2 separate regions of the Mus musculus genome follow, and region 1 is linked to region 2. A link is a contact called in public HiChIP or PLAC-seq data. All regions are on one chromosome and are shown on one strand. The core of a region is the stretch at or near the end of the contact, and the rest is flanking DNA. Distances in the headings are between cores, read along the strand shown. Region 1 has its middle 27 kb from the start of Alyref2. Region 2 has its middle 5.9 kb from the start of n-TGgcc14.

Region 1 (5,721 bases), core at 345-2,844, 390 kb before region 2:
TGGGATGGGTGAAGTTTAGCGATGTAGTTCTGGGGACTTTTCATTGTTGTTTTGTTGAATATTAACACCGGAAAAAGTGGACTCTCAGTTTAAATGCCATTTAATTGTGATTCTTTGCCTTCTTTCTGCATTTACTACGGATAAGTAGGACTCAGGTTCACAGGGTGATTCCGAAAGCTAAACTACCACGGATCCCTAAACTGCTGCAGGCCAGCACAACCTAGCAAGATTTTTGTCTTGTTTTGTTTTGTTTTTTTCAAGTCAGAGTTTCTTTCTTTGTGTAGTCTTGGCTGTCCAGGCTGGTCTCAAAGTCTCAGAGACCCTCCTGCCCCTGCCTTCTGAGTGCTGGGATTAAAGGTGTATAATCTTTATGCATCACCCTGTATAATAATTTTAAAACTACCATATTGTTATAAAGAACAGTAGGAACACACAGACACACATATGCAGATCATTAAAATCCATTAAACACTTTTAAATTTTATATATCTGAATGTTTTGCCTACAAGTATGGACATGGACCTTGTACATGTAGTGCCTGCAGAGGCCAGAAGAGGGCATCAGATCCCCTGGAACTGCAGTAACAACAGATGGAGAATACTCCAAAGAACAGCAAGTGCTCTTAATCACTGAGCGAGCCATCTCTAACTAAGTGGTTTAAATTGCAGACATTTAGGAGCTGGCTAGGTGGCTGAGTGAGTGGGTAAAGCTCAGAAAATTTGACTACCTTAGGTCAAGCCCCAGAGCCTAAGTAAAGGTCGTGGATCCTCTAATACCTTGTAAGAATTCCCCCGAGTGTTTGAACACTTGTGAGTGCATGCACGCAGACACTTTTTTTGTTTGTTTGTTTGTTTTGTTTTGTTTTTTTGTTTTTCGAACCAGGGTTTCTCTGTATAGCCCTGACTGCCCTGGAACTCACGCTGTAGACCAGGCTGGCCTCGAACTCAGAAATCCACCTGCCTCTGCCTCCGGATTAAAGAGATTAAAGGCGTGCGCCACCACGCCCAGCTACTTTTTTTTTTTTTAAAGACAGTTCAAGGCTAACCTCTACAACAGACCAAGTTCAAGGCCTGAGCCAGAGAAAATCTTTCCTCAAAACAAAATAAACCCAACACTCCAGAGGCAGAGATCCCCGTGAGTTCAAAGCCAGGCAGAGCTACATAGTGAACCCTGTATGGGAAGAAGAAAAAAAAAAAGGAGAGAGCACAAGATATTAAGCGGGGAGGGGAGGAGAGGGATCCTCTCTACAGCAGCTTCCTTAAGCACATTCCATAACGTCAACATCAAGTTTAAAAAGGTATGCCTGTGTGCGCATGCGTGTCCACGATCACCGCCCACCTTTGTGGCGTCCGCTCTCTCCTGCCTGCTTCTGGGTTCTGAGGATCAGTCTCGGGTGCTCATGACCCATTGAGCCATCTCAAAGGCCCTAAGTAAGGCTTCGCACAATCCCTTCTCTCTGTTTTCTCTCCTCGTCCACAGATAATTAGCCAACAGCCCTGCCTAGCAGGCAGGGCTGCCTCCACCCTCCCGTGCCCCGCCCCACCCTGCAACGCACAGGGCGCTGCCTTGCCTGAATTGAGTAAACTTCCCTTCCGGTTCAGACCTCTCTCTCCTCTGTACCTCAGAACCGGTCTGTCCGGGTTCTACTCTCAGGTGGTAGAATGAAGATCTCAGAAATGCTGGTGGAACTGGCCGAGACTGGGTGCACCGTGTGACTGGAAGAATAACAGTAACGCCCTTACACACGTACACACACACACAGAAACGCACCTGTACACATGCACACACATATGCACACGGGCAAGCACACACACACTCACGCAGTACCCCAGCACACACCACTTCCAGGGTTTCCCAGCTCAGGCCCAAGACTCCCTCTTTGCTATTTCACCTGAGCTAACAGGTAGAACCAGGACACATGATAAACATACATTAGAATCTAAAAGTAAAACAAAACAAACAAGCAAACAAACAAACAAAAACACGAAACTCTCAAGCGCCCATATGCTATGTCCAAATCAATGGGGTGCTTGGCTGGACCCTAAACTTTTTGCTTTCATTAATTGCCCATTGGGCCACTGTAGAGACAAACTAGAGGAGGCCTCAGAAAGCACTGTGAGAAGTAAGGCCCTCAAATTTGCGTTCAGAAAAATCACATCTGGATGCTTCCTCTGGGACAGAATGCTGCTGCTGCTGCTGCTGCTGCTGCTGCTGCTGCTGCTGCTGCTGCTGCTGCTGCCCCTGCATCTCTCCCAGGTCCCAAAGACACATTCCCCCAAGGAGAGGAGTGGTCAAAAACTGTGGTAGAAAAGAATTTGTGTTTTAGCTCAAGGTCTACATCCTTTGCTCGAGGCTGCTAGGCAGGAAGAGAGGAATGAAGAATTGTTAATACCCATCTGCTTCCGGGGTAGGGACTGGGTCAGATCGTACATCTGTCAGCTTCCTCTCCTGCAAAAGGCCAAGAGCCAGACCGACACTACCCTTTCTGAGGCCGACAGCAAGCAAATGCCTCCCCCACCCTGTCTGTGACCATCAGCGAGACATATGAATACTGATGGGTGACATCTTTGGACACAAATAGCATGGTTAATGCCAGTAACTCCTTTTACAAGTGACTTGGTCGTTCTTCGGTCACACCCTTTGATGGAGAGCTCTTCTAGTACAAAGGAAGCTATAGGCACCCAGAAGAATCCTGTTTCACGAGCTAGCACCACAGCCCCAAACCAGAAAGTATCACACAGCTCCGATTCCACCACTTAGAAGGAGGAAGGCAGGAGGATCAGGAGTTGAAGACCCTCCTAAGCTATATAGCAATTTAAAATCTAGTCTAGCCGGGCGTGGTGGCGCACGCCTTTAATCCCAGCACTTTGGAGGCAGAGGCAGGTGGATTTCTGAGTTCAAGGCCAGCCTGGTCTACAGAGTGAGTTCCAGGACAGCCAGGACTACACAGAGAAACCCTGTCTCGAAAAACCAAAAAACAAAAAACAAAAAACAAAAAACCTAGTCTAAGCTAAATAAGATAATGTTTAGGGAGCAGGAAAGAGAGAGAAGAAGAGAAAGAGGGAGGGAGGAGAGAAAGGGGGGGGGGCTGTTTTACAACCTTAAGAAGAACAACCTTGAAGCTAGAAAAGGATTAGTCTCAGCTTTGTGGTTTTTAATCCCTAACCATTAAACCATCCTGTCTCCCCAGCTCCCACCATTCACACACTTACACAGGAGAATCTCGTGTTATTAAAAACTTCAGTACTATTTACTAGCACTGTGGAACTGCCTGTCTGGGGCTTTCTAAAGGACAGAAACTAGAGTGAGGTATGAGATGGTCAATCCATTTGGCCCACCAGGTGGCCCAGTGTGCCCCCCCCCCAGTTCTATTCACATAGTCCCCCATGTCCTTTATGCTGTGGCTCTCATGTAGGAGGTAACACAAGCCAGAGCTCTCTCCCTGCATCTTCCTTCGGCCTCCAGCAAGAACATCTGGAAGCCGCTTTGGGGTCCCTGCCCTAACTGACCAGTTTTTATCTCCTGATCTCATCAAAGGCCTGAGGATCACTGTGGCAAAAAAGGAAAAACAAACCTAGACCAGGTATAAGTGCTTATAATCCCAGCACTTGGGAGGCCGAGGCAGGTGGATCTCCGTGAGTTCAAGGCTATCATGGTCTACAGAGTGAATTCCGGGACAGACAAGGCTTCATGAAAAAACCCTGTCTCAAAAAAAAAAAAATCTAAAAATGTCTTCTTTTCCATTTAAATTGTTCAAATGGGATCTGGGACAAACCAGGACCTGAAAGAGATTTAAGGATAGCAGACATAACATGCAACTATATAAAGCCCAAGACCTATATAGACTGGTTTTTTTTTGTTGTTGTTGTTGTTTTTTAAATTCCAGAATGGTTTCTTTTTGTACATTAGCCAGAACCTGCTGTTATTAAAAAACTTTTTTCCTTTATTGATCTCTAAATGGGCAGAGTGATGTCTCACTGGGAAGACATATCAATTCTAAAGCATAAGAAGCTAATGTTTTTCGTCAGCTAGACAGCTCAAGCAAGGATATTAAAAACGACAAGCTTGCCTCAAAGGCCAGCGTGTTGGTGACTTTGAGTTCAATAATTTAATAGGATTACTATTGGCACTTCTTCCTCATCCTGAATCTGAACAATGTACCTCATGAAACAGCGCTTCTGTTATTCACCAACTTCTGTTTTGTGGGGTTGGTTTTTTTTTTTTTTTTTTTTTTTTTAACTGGAGCTGAGGACCGAACACGGGGCCTTGCACTTGCTAGGCAAGCGCTCTACCACTGAGCTAAATCCCCACCGCAGTTCGTTCGTTCGTTCTTTCTTTCTTTCTTTCTTTCTTTCTTTCTTTCTTTCTTTCTTTCTTTCTTTCTTTCTTCCTTCCTTCCTTCCTTCCTTTCTTTCTTTTTCTTTCTTTCCTTCCTTCTTTCTTTCTCTCTCTCTCTTTCTTTCTTTCTTTCTTCCTTCCTTTCTTTTTCTTTCTTTCCTTCCTTCCTTCCTTCCTTCCTTCCTTTCTTTCTTTCTTTCTTTTTCTTTCTTTCCTTCCTTCTTTCTTTCTCTCTTTCTTTCTTTCTTCCTTCCTTCCTTTCTTTTTCTTTCTTTCCTTCCTTCTTTCTCTCTCTCTCTCTCTCTTTCTTTCTTTCTTTCTTGAGTCATTTATTTTATGTGTATGGGTATTTGCCTACATGTGTATCTATGTACCACATGTGTGCCTGACACTCCGAGAGGCCATGAGATCCCTTGGAACTAGAATTGTGAACAAATTTTAATTATGGGCAGTGGTGAGCATCCATTTGGGTGCTCGTAATAGAACCTGGGTCTTCTTTAAGAACAAGGAGTGTTCTTAACGCTGAGCCAGCTCTTCTGCTCCTCACTTGATTTTAAAAGTTTACTTCATCTTTAAACCTTGCTAATTGCATCCTTTGAGCAGCGTAACTTAAAAAGTCATTATGAAGACTTTCTCTTGAAAACCCACACCCATACTTGGGTGTGTACTGTCTTTTTCCTGCGTGCGTCCCTTTAAATACCCACGCTTCAATCTGAAGTATGTACCATCTCTTATCTCTACTTAACAAACTCTATGACTCTTTCCACTCTGACTTGCCCTGGAACTCTTGTCTGCACTGTAGCCAAGGATCCGCCTTTACCTGAGTTAGGTCCCTAAGCAGTAAACTCCTCAGGCTATGACATCAGAACTAGGCTACATCTCCCCACCACAACCGGCAGTTCTGCACTTAATGTTTCACACCAGCCTCCTCCCAGCCCCATTTCCCTAGATCTGGATGGCGAACAACTTGTGTGGGTGCTTCCCAGAAGAGCTGAAGATGTAGCTCCATTGATAGAGTGCTAGCCCATGTGTTTTATGCAAAGCCTTGGGCTTGATCCCCAGCCACACACAAAACAGGAAGTAGTGAATTAGCACTACAGTCCCAATTGGGAGGTCGACACAGGAGGATCAGAAGTACATGATTATTCTCAGCTATGTAGAGTATTTGGGATCAGCCTGAGGTATGTGAGACCCTTTCTCAAAACAACACACACAGGAAGGAAGGAGAGAAGGAAGGAAGGAGAAGAAAAGAAAGAAAATTCTTCCCAAGACATCTTGTGTATTTTCAGCTGTTGTGATACAAGTTATTCATTTGTTTTAAGTCGTCGAGACAGCACTGCCTGACTACCAAGAAATGCGGTGATAAAGACTACGTGGGGAAAC
Region 2 (4,912 bases), core at 634-3,133:
ATCCCTTAAGGATCTTACAGATTGGGGAAAACAGTAAAGACAAGTTTAAGAGTTTAAACAAATGTTGTGAATAGCAGATGCTGTTTGTATTTTGATGCTAATTCCACTCTCCTGGGAGGGGTTGTAGACAAGGAGTGAGTCACATACTCAGGTGACTTCTTGTGAACCAATCCTCTTAAAATGAAAGAGTCAATCACTGGGCAAGTAGGAAGGACTTCCAGATTGGACAGAGGAAGAGAGGAAGCAGGAGAGAGTTAAGTCTTTTTGGATAGGGATAGCTTAGGACAAGATGTAATTACTAGTGTCTCCTGGCTTCAGTGGCGGATCTGTAGGATTCACCACCAGAGGATTTAGATTTAATATGGTTTACAAAGTTAGGATTTTAGTTGTTGCGCACAGCAATTGAGTTACTGCTGTTTCTGAACTAAGTGTGTGTTGCATCTTCCTTCACACAGTGGCTTGTCTGGGTTCAAGAGAGAAAGGTACAGCGGCGAAGCATGGTGGGTTTGCTTGATGTGCACCACAAAAGTTTTAAAGCATGGGGCTGGAGTGATAGCGACCGGCCAGTGGGAACCTAGCAAGCTGAGTGGAGAAGTTTTGGGAGCTTCAGGCCAGAGAGTCTCCACGAGATGAAAACAGATCGTCCATTGCCCGCCAGTGCATGGCCATCCAGGCCACCGGGGCACCAAGTTGCTAACACAAGTGCAGGAACAAGCTGGTTCATTCTTTTTAATATTTCTTGCAACAAACAAAGGCAGTCTGAACAGAGGACAGTAACCTGAGCCCATAAGGTTGTAAAATGAAACTTCTCCATCATCTTCTGATTGGTTAAAATAAAAAGCCTATGGCCTATAGCAGAAAAACAAAAACAAAACAAACAAAAAAACAAACCACCACCACCAACAACAACAACAAAAAACCAGAGTAACAAGGTGGGACTTCCAGAGACAGAGGACAACTCTGGAAAGGAGTCAGGCACGGGAGATTGGCCACCCAGACTGGGAGGAAGCTGGACATATGAAACTGATGATAGACAACTAACCAGCCTCGTGACAAAACTTAGATTAGTGTAAATGGGATAATTAGGTTATGAGCCAGAGGGCAACAAGCCTAGCATAAGGCCTAGGCATTCTTAAATAAATATAGATTCCATGCCATTATTTGGGAACTGGGGCAGAAACAGAAGTGCCCACACTTACAAAACCAGGGACTATATTTGGTGACAACTAAAAGAAGTCCATAGAGGAAAAAAAAATCTTGTGTTATTGTAGATGCAACATTTGTCAGTTAAAAAGCCCATGGCTTTAGCAGGAAACAGAAGGTGGATGATCCAGGAGGCAAAAAGAATTCTGGGATAGAGCTGTTGTGTCTGGCCAGTAGATCACAACCTGAGTTCTAGCCTGGAAAGGTATTTTGGAAACCTGGAAGAGAAGAGGGGCTGGGCTGCGCGAGATAAGGAAGGAACCAAGACAAAGGTCTCTCTCTGCTCAAGGTTCAATTTTTACTATTTTGGCACTCCGTTATGAAGGAAGGGGGAGGGGCCCAATTCCCGCCAAATAATCTCGGAATCCAGTAGCAGGGTGACCACGTGTGTAGCTCCAAACAGCAAAGCGGTAGGTTCCAGCAGTGGGCGTGGCAGAACGATTGAGCGGGAAGCTCCACCCCTGAGCAAGCAGGTTTCAGGCTGGGGGAGGGGAGACTACATAGAGCCAGGCACTGAGAGATTTGCCAGGGAAAATGTGAGGAGATGGCTGAAGAGAGAAAATCAAGAAGATCAAACAAAGAAACAAAGAAACAAACAATGTCTTTGCTGTACCCTCCATTTTGGGGCAGCTCTGAAACTGCCTGAGACAAGAAATGTCCCCAGCCAGGACTTCAGCTTGCATGTCTAATAAAGCCTGTAGGCTATGGAATTCTCATAACTTACTGCATACCATCCTTTCATATGGCATGAATGGAGATTCATAGTACAGTTTGTTTATATGATCAAACTATCTTCTGAAGAAAGGCAGTTGTCTTTTACCTGCACTAAGATCAGGAAATCATCCTTAATTGATCTGCTCACCTGTGCATTCCAACCAATCTCTTTATAGAACTGTGTGTTGCTGGTAAGGTTTGTATACTACAGAATGGAGGGCCAGGAGGCAGCCTTGATAGGATTCACTCTGGAGATGCTCAGATGCTGAGCCCTGCTGTTCCAGCTCCCTGCTTGATCCTGCCTCAACGGCATCATAGCTGTTTCCTCTAAAGACCGACTTCTGGGATAACTTCAGAACAGCTAGCTTGCTTGATCCAACCTTTCAGACTGTTCTGTTCCAGTTACGACTTTAATTATACTCCAAGCTTTCTCAACATATAGAGACTAAATAACACATGCTACAGCTGGCTTTCTTAAGACTAACCACGTTTCTAATTTTCTTGGGCCCCACAAAAGGAATTCTTCACCCCAATTAAGCAGGAAGCAATTATCAGAAGACTGTTGTCCCAGTCCCTTAAGTTGGGGGTAGATAGTTTTGGTCATTTTGTGAGTTATATGTTGTCATTTTAGAGGATGGTTACAAATAATTATGGTCTTGGACAAGGAGGAGGCAAAATAGGGAGGTTATATTCATGGGTTTCTTTTTCCTTTCGTTTTCTCTTTTCCCTTCTTTCTTTTTTTAAGGATTTATTTATTTATTTATTTATTTATTTATTTATTTATTTATTTATTATATTCAAGTACACTGTAGCTATCCTCAGATACACCAGAAGAGGGTGTCAGATTTCATTATGGATGGTTGTGAACCACCATGTGCTTGCTGGGATTTGATCTCAGGACCTTTAGAAGAGCAGTCAGTGCTCTTAACCAAAGAGCCAACACTCCAGCCCCTCTTCCCTTCTTTCTTAGTTAGGTAAGAAATAGGGGGATACAGAAATATAAGAAACTAAACAAATAGGGTAGATTATTGAATCTACGCTTAAACCAAAAGAGATTTTATAGCCATAATCTTACATTGATAGAGATCTTTGTATTTTGATGCAAAAATAAGGTTATATTTTATTGTATTGGTAGGTAATTTTGAATATTGATACAAAGTATCACTATAAGCTTAATTTGTTTAGAATTTAAGAAGATATTTTAGGTCTAAGAAGATGTTTTTAGGATGGTAATGCAAATACAATAGAAATTAGGTTAAACCAGGAGTGGTGGCGCATGCCTTTAATCCTACCACTCCGGAGGTAGAGGTAGGCGGATTTCTGAGTTCGAGGCCAGCCTGCTCTACAGAGTGAGTTACAGGACAGCCAGAGTTATACAGAGAAACCCTGTCTCAAAAAACAAAACAAAAAAACACAAAAAGGCTTCTTTTCTTTCAAATATAAATTGAATATAATTATAACAATTATGAAAACTATAAGGTATGATATACATGTACAATGTCCAGGCCATAGTATTTGGCAACTTTAGAAAGTTGCCTCTGCCTCCCGAGTGCTGGGATTAAAGGTGTGTGCCACCACCACGCCCAGCAAAAGGAAGCCTTTTATTGGACTAAATGGGGGAATTGTAGAGTGAATATCTGGAGTATCATGGATGCATCACCTGTCAATTAAAAAGCCTATGGCCTATGGCTTTGGCAGGAACTGAAATGTAAAAGATCAATGAGGCAGAAGAATCCTGGGATAGAGCCAGGCACGGAAAGATTCACACAGGAAGATCTGAGGAAACAGGCACAGGGTACCTGAGCACAGGTAGCCAGCCATGCAGTCAAATGTACGTTAAAATAAACGGGATATTTTAAATTAGGATATAGTCACAAAAGAGCACGTGCAGGCACACACACACACACAGGGACACGCATTAATCTTTTAATATACCCACATATATGAACATATAACCATATATGATATGTATAGGTATATATCTATATGTATCTATCAATACACACACATACAGACACATACACGCACACACACACAACTCTGTGTATTATGTATATTTGGGGTTTTAGTTTTTTTTTTTTTTTTTTTTGAAGGGGGGAATATGTATAGGAGATATCGGAGAATGGAATACGGTGCTGGTGGTGGTCTTGGTGGTGGTGGTGGTGGTGGCACGGAGAGAGGGACGGTTGCAGGGTCGGAAGGGGTTCCAGTGGGCAGTTGTTATTGCGGGGCAGATGTCCGCTGCAGAGGAACAAGCTCATGGTGTGGTTCCCGCGCCCCGACTTCACAGGGACCGCCATTGTGCGCGAGACGAGCCACGATTTCCCAGGCAAGCCCCCAGAGCGGGTTGGGCGAGCAGAGGATAATCGGGGAGTTGTAAAGCCACTGTTTCTCGGGATCCTGGTGTCCTGGCCACAGTGGTGGATGCGAGTCGGAAAAAAAACCTTTGCACAGCGGATGCGTGCCCTGCCCGGTTGCCTCCGTCCTGACCCTGCCAGCACAGTGCCGGATCCTGAGTGCTGAGCGGAGGACTGTGCTCCACCTCAATGGGTAGTATGGTGAGAGGTACCAGCAGAACCTGCGGGCGGAACACACAGTGCTTATTCCGACCCGACTCCACCCCATCCCTGCCACCAAAGGCGATTCCTGGGCGCCATGGGGCACCAGTCCGAAAGGGCATCCAGAAGGGACTGTGCGGCCGGCCTCGGGGCAGCCGTGTAAGGAGAGAAGGCTGTGCGAAACAGACACCGGGGTGTGCGCGTGGGGCGGAGGGTGGAGGTGGGACGGGGGGGGGGGCAGCCTACCCTAGCAGGCTCCCAAACGGGCGGGTGGGGCTGGTGTGGGTGTGGGTGTGGGAATGGGGCACATGCCGCCTGCAAAGATGCACCTTCGGTTCTGTTCTACTTGGGGGTTTGTCAAGTTGACAGCTCAACTTGTGAAGAGGGACTCTGAATTGAGAAAAACTTCCCCAAGGCAGGCAAAGTCTCTGCGGTAG

What was found. HiChIP or PLAC-seq counts read pairs in DNA pulled down with a chosen protein or histone mark.
Region 1: an H3K27ac HiChIP or PLAC-seq map of embryonic stem cells shows a contact between it and region 2, with 6 read pairs. The contact joins two enhancer-like sites. A contact is called at or near these places in 1 of 115 datasets of contacts at active chromatin or transcription factors (embryonic stem cells) and 1 of 9 other capture datasets (liver).

Annotation. Positions count from the first base shown.
Region 1 is chr1:171,474,039-171,479,759 of GRCm38.p6, reverse strand. No RefSeq gene overlaps it. Among named protein-coding and RNA genes, the nearest start is that of Alyref2, 27 kb to the left of the region's middle. Within about 2 kb of position 1,594, at least 158 of the 459 cell types and tissues checked have an H3K27ac peak or open chromatin away from gene starts, as enhancers often do. A contact at or near this core is called in embryonic stem cells, where this site is marked.
Region 2 is chr1:171,085,337-171,090,248 of GRCm38.p6, reverse strand. No RefSeq gene overlaps it. Among named protein-coding and RNA genes, the nearest start is that of n-TGgcc14, 5.9 kb to the right of the region's middle. Within about 2 kb of position 1,883, at least 16 of the 459 cell types and tissues checked have an H3K27ac peak or open chromatin away from gene starts, as enhancers often do. A contact at or near this core is called in embryonic stem cells, where this site is marked.